Regions from separate parts of the Gossypium arboreum genome. Here region 2 is linked to region 1. A link is a contact called in public Hi-C data. All regions are on one chromosome and are shown on one strand. Each heading gives the region's core, a stretch centred on a gene start, on an enhancer-like site or on the middle of the called end of the contact. The rest is flanking DNA. Distances are from core to core; before and after follow the strand shown.

What was found. A called contact is a pair of places that touch in the nucleus more often than the background predicts.
Region 2: a Hi-C map of leaf shows a contact between it and region 1, with 3 times the contacts expected there. The contact joins the promoter of LOC108480211 here to the promoter of LOC108480562 in region 1. A contact is called at or near these places in 4 of 5 Hi-C or Micro-C datasets (all in leaf).

Annotation. Positions count from the first base shown.
Region 1 is chr1:64,875,424-64,878,532 of ASM2569848v2, reverse strand. It overlaps LOC108480562 (IQ domain-containing protein IQM3-like), which reads right to left and starts at 1,480. Exons shown (of 8, transcript XM_053028874.1): 1 at 877-1,480; 2 at 680-794; 3 at 494-559; 4 at 326-414; 5 at 90-177; 6 at 1-2. The coding sequence starts at 1,235.
Region 2 is chr1:65,030,480-65,033,588 of ASM2569848v2, reverse strand. LOC108480211 (transcription initiation factor TFIID subunit 12) reads right to left here and starts at 1,460. Exons shown (of 10, transcript XR_008283320.1): 1 at 770-1,460; 2 at 520-675.

The DNA.
Region 1 (3,109 bases), core at 231-2,730:
TGCTGTTTACAACAACAGGGAATTAACAATTTCATTCAATCTTATTTGGAAAAAGAGATTGAATCTAACATATGAGTTTGCATACATACAGGTCCGAGATACTTGATGCATTGTTTTCGAAGCTTTGATCTTGAACATTCTTCGAGATCGACATCTTTGCCATCACCTATATCTAACCTGTAGGAAACAAAATAAGAAAGAAAGAAAAAAGGTGAAATCATTATTTTTGTCCTAGTACTATGCTCAATTTGAAGATTTAGTCCATCTACTTTAATTTGGTCTTCCTACCAATATTAATAGAATGAGAAAAATGTTTGGGGTTTACCAGTAGAAAAATGGTTGACCAGCATCAGTTTTGCACCATTCATCGTAGTAAATATGTAAGTTATGGCCATAACGGTGTCGTGGATCAATCTACAGTTGAAAAAAAGTGTTAGATTCAAAATTATCCAATATATTTTGTTTAATAAAAAGATACAGAAGAGTAAATTACAGCTTCAATCCAATGTTGAAAAGCCAATTTTTGTGCTTTGGCGTCTATGGACAACCCTTTCCCGACCTGACAAAATTCCCAACTTAATTATTTATGAAAATTAACTAAAAAAAAAAAAGACAGAACATGGAAACTGGGAGGTAAAAGAAAAAAAAAATAAAAAGAAGAAGAAGAAGAAGAAAATACCTTAGAAGCATTTAAGCCAACGCGATTCCACCATGAAGCAGCAGTTTCTGGTTTCAAATAATTAAAAAAGGAAATTGTGCTGTGATTAAGCCTTGCATAATTTAAAGCCAGCCACCTGAAAATAATAAAAATATTTACTATTAGTATTAAATAATATATATTTTGAAGACAGACAAAGATTTTATGAAAGAAACTACCAGAGTTCTTCAGCGACAACAGCGGAGTCTGCTAACCTACGCCGTGTCCGGTAACTCCTATACACCTTCTGGACCTTAACGGCGGCGTTGGAATGAGAAGAACCGCCACTGCGCGTCTGATTCGAACCCGGAGAATCTCGGCCGTCGGATAACGGCTCCAGCAGCATTTTCAAACCACCACCATTAACCACCGTCGGGAAATCCGATTCGCTAGCTTGGTTCGGACTATCCACAGATACAAATTCGGATTCCCCAAGTAAGCCGGCGTTCGTAATGTCGGTGGAGGAAATGTTATAAAACGGAGACTTTGACTGGAGATCGAAATTCGAAACAGCTGCTTGACTTTCAATTACTTCCATTGTTTTTCTTGGTAGCCAAATTTGAAGGAGTTTTAGAAAGAGAGAATCTTAGGGTCGTTGGTTTTGGAGAGAATACTTCAAAGAAAAAACCAGAGCCAAGGACTTAGAAAATCGCCGGGAAACCCACTTGTAAATTTGTAAATAGATTCCAGTTGGATTAAGAGTTAGTGAAGTGCGTGTTGTTACGCGCTGAGGTTGAGAGTGAGATTTTGTGTAACTCGCTCGAGACAAAACAAACTAGTGACCAAGCATACTCAAAAGTAAAATCAATTATGATATATATTTATGGACTGACATTGCTCCGCCTCATAAATCATAAATCTGGCTTTAACAGTCTTTGAGTAAGGATTTTTGTGATTTTGTTATTATTATTATTATTATTATTGAATTTTATTAATCTAATTGAAAAAATTGAGTGCCATAAATCTATTTTAGTTAAACTAAAAAATATAAAACAAATAAATTCAACATTGATTAAATTTTAAATAAGACTAAAATTATTTCAAAGTAAAATAAGAGTGTGTTCTAAAAATTTGTATAAATATAAGTTCTAAAATTTATGTAAATAAGCGGTAATTTTTAAAATTTCTCATTATTTTATTTTATTTTGTTTAATACGGATAATCACATTATAAGATAAAACTTCAATTTCAAAAATCATTTTCATTTGATTCTAATGTATGTTTTAAATTTTCATTTTATTAAAATTATTTATAATTTTTACAAATACAATGATATCCTTATTGAATACTTTATATTATTTATTTCTAATATAATTCTTTTATAATTACTCTTTGATTTGTAAAACAAGATACTTTATATGGTCCCATCACTTGAGAAGTCGAGATCGCATTGCAACTCGAGGTCCCAGTTGACGGTGATTATATGGTCATGAGTTGTAGTGTAACTAGGGCTTCAAGTTTACAAAGGTTATACTGTCAAGGGATAGAATGTAGCTGGGGGCCCTAGTTGGCAGTGGTTATACGGGCACGGCAACAAGTTTCACCTTATCAAAAGAGGATGCTTTATTAAATCCATGCAGAAGTCTAAGATCATAGTCATAGTGAAAAGCACAAGGGCTTTTCAATATACCCAATTAACTCATTTTCTCCACCAAAGATGCTGAACTCGTTACATTAACCTATAGCAGAGTTGGCGACAATAAGGTTTCCAGCAGGAAGGAGTTGTTGTGTGGTGTACAAAAGATGAAATGCAAATCGGGTCGACAACGGTTGCTTGGTGAAACCTTAATTCTTTTGGGTCCAGCATTAGTTCTTATAATTTTGGTCCCCTTAGGTATTCATTTAGAAAGGATGTCCTTGTTTATAGTAGTACTAAGTCCTTTAGAGAACCCATACACTTCTAACAAGTTTTCCCTTATAGATTTTTTTGAGGACCTCTATGTTTATATTAATTAAAGTTTGATTTAACAAAGTTTGCCTTTGAATTTTTTCCCTTTTCAAATCTTTTTGGAGAAACTTTGTTAGATAAAGCTTTTTCTTTTTCAAGCAACTCAAGTTGCTTTTAATGATCCTCATTGTCACACCTAATTTTCCTTAAGCCAAAAAATTAGGAATAATTAGGGGTCAAATTGAAAGAAACCATAAGTTGGTGGTTTCTATTGAAAAATAGGAAAATTTAGCTGCTAATTTGGACATAGTTAAGTTTCAATTCTAGTTCCATTGGATGAGAACCAACTAGTTTGATAGTAGGAGACAAAATGATTACCAATGGATGATTTTTATAGGGTTGGTAACCGTACATAAAGTGCTATAAATAGCTGAGAAATGAATTCCTAGGTGAATTCTTCTCAATTTTGTTTAATTTTCTTCTCTTCTTCATATTCTTCTTTGTTACTTCGAAGAAGAGATAAT
Region 2 (3,109 bases), core at 211-2,710, 160 kb before region 1:
AGGCATCAAACACAAATTCACCCCACATTTATAATCATGATGACAATAATGCGTTCTTTTCTTTCACATTCGATGATAGGAGAATGGGGATTGGTATGTAAGGATCGAACCCTATTTCTCATGCCACACAATACAAGAATCTGGTCATGAAGCCAAGAGGCTGTTGGCAACAATAATGTGTTATATAGTAGATAATAACACCTTAGCTCTCTTGACGAACTCCTTAAAGCAGCTTACTTCAACCTACCAATACTATATTCAAACTAAGATTAAAATAATAATAAAAGTGAGGGAGAAAGGATTAGTATTTTCTAGATTCAACCAACAGTTCTAAGCATTCTTAAAATTCTAAAACATTATTAAAAACTCTATTAAAATATGCTAAAACTGTTATTACTGCGACCATTTAAATTCAACTAACATTTTTTAGCATCATTAGAACATTATTGACAAAAAATCAATGTCATTTAAATTAATAAAAAGAAATAATATACATTAATCCTTAAAAATAATACTAACTTGGGTAGAAGCGGACTGGCTAGTTGGTGAAGATGTTGGTCTAAGAGATGATTGCAAAGGCCTTTGTTGATGCTGAGCAGAAATCCCACCTGGTCTCATTTGTGAACTTGAACCAACTGATGATCCCATCCCTATTCCTCGCATCATCGGCCTTGCCTATGAAAAAATATATATATCACAAGAAGAGGAAATTTCAGCATCAAAAGCTCAAAATCGTGAATGAAAATAACCCACAAGCTTAAAATCCAACCTGGGAAACATTGGAACTAGAGGTTCCACCGAAGGAATGGCCAAAGGAACCGGTAAACGGAGTGGATTGCGAAGGTGAAGGAGAAGGAGGCAAGGGGCCAGAATGGGACGAAGGAACACCGAGGGCAATGCTGCCTCGCGGCTGAGAGGAAAGTGAAGGGGAAGGAGACGATGAGGCGGAAGGAGAAGAGGAAGAGAAATGAGTGAACTGGGAAGAGTGTTGTTGCCATGGCCTCGAGAATGCAGCGGCGGGTCTTGGCTGATGAGAGGGGAGAGCTGGTTTAGGCTGCGGCGGCTGTTGCGGTGGTGGTATGGCGGAAGGTAAGGGTTTCAGGATAGGGTTAGGGATTGCGGTAGAGGATGTTGACGGGGGCGTTGGCGTTGTTTGTTGTTGAATTTGTGGCTGCGGCTGTGGTTGCGGAGGTGGGTCGACGGCGGAGGAAGGAGGAGGAGCATTAGGGGTTGGCGGAGGTGGTTGCTGTTGATCCATCAGGAGTGCAAGGATGGAAGGATGGAAGGATGGAAGGATAGAAGAGGAAGGTGATTTGTTTTACCCACTGTAGACGAACTCTCTTTTTCTTCCCTGAACTTTTAAAACATACATTAAAATAAGCTATCGGCTAAACTACAAATTTAGATCTTAATTTTATAAAATTTGTCAATTTAATCCTATTTCTTTGTTTCGGGGTTTGAATGAAAATGTTTGCACTAAATATAAGGAAAGGGTAATAAATATTGCTTATAATATCTGCAAATTTTCTATGGGGATTGGATAGTTGTAATCTTCAAATTTATTTATTATCTGTATTAAATTGGATAATTGTAATCTGCTTTTATTGGATTTATTTTCAATTATTAAGTTCATCAAACTATCATTCTGCATCTAATCTCCATTGCTTAATACACTTAATGCATCAAAATAGGCATCATCATTTTAGATACTACTAAGTTATTTAATTAATATTATTAATTCCTTAAATATTCTCATTTGCATCATTTAGAAATTTTCTTTCGACCATTTTATTAAGGGTTAAAAGTAAAAATTTATCAACGGTTTTAAAAAGTGGATTGACGAGAAAGCATAAAGAATTGTCAAAGAAAAAAGCTCTTAAAATATGCAAAATTCCAGTGAAGGAGGTTTTGGTGATTCCAGATCTGACAGGGATTGGAACACTAAGAAAGTGAGATTCAAGGAAGGAATCGAAAGGGAAATTGCTACTGTGGGTGTGGACTTTTATCTGACCCTGAATCTATCTTGGAAGGACAAGCTTTTGAGGGGAGGAGCAGTCATTTCTAGTATGGTTTGTAATGATCCTAGCGAGGGAAATGAAAGTGATTTTGAGTTGCTAGAAGGTGATGTGAGTACGACCATGGTCAATGGGATTCCAGCAATTGTCTTCTCAAACAGTATTTAAGAAATTCTCTTCAAAGAGATGGAATTGACGGTCGACTCAAGCTTTTAAGGCAAAGCATTGGTTATAACGCTATTTATAATCAAATAAGTAGCTTATGGAAACCTACAAAACCATTCCATCTCATGGACATAGAAAATAATTTTTTTTTTGTTAAGTTTCAAAACAATGAAGATTGTAATCAAGTATTGACTCAGGGATCATAGATCATTTATAGCCAGTACATTACTATTCAACCTTGGACTAAAGATTTTAGTCTGTTACAACCATATCCCAATGTGGTGATGGCTTGAACCCGGCCATCAAGAATCCCTGGATTTATATACAAACGGAAGATCATAAAGGTTATCGGGGGGCTTGTCGAAAAAGTGGCAAAACTGGATTTTCAAACTGATAGCAGAACCAGAGGCCAGTTTGCTCGCCTGGTTGTGTTTATTAACATTAACAAGCATTTTCTTTCTCAGGTTATGGTCGACGGCGTCGTCTAACGAGTGGAATATGATGCACTTCCAACAATATGTTTTTCTTGCGGTAAGTATAGACATGTCAAAGATTTGTGCCTATCAATAATGGTAGATTTAACCTAGGAAAGTAATGTAGAAGCAGTGGTTGCTAACTTAGGCGAAGCCATCGCCAAGATAGAATGAAGGATAGGATCGAAGTACGGACTGTGGATGTTGGTGGAAAGGAAATCGCGACGTAGTTAAATAGATTTACGGGCTAATGACACGGTGAAAACTAGGAAAGAACCGTAAGGATCCAGATTTATGGAGCTAAATGGGGAGATGGGAAATAGTAATGGTGATGCTGATGAAGGAATTTCGGGAGGAAAGGATAAGGAGAAGGTGAATAAGGCTTTAGGTGGTAATAAGGCTAATGTTAAGGAAATGCCTAAAGAAGGTTTACGTTCTAGTAAGGGTATAGGCCGT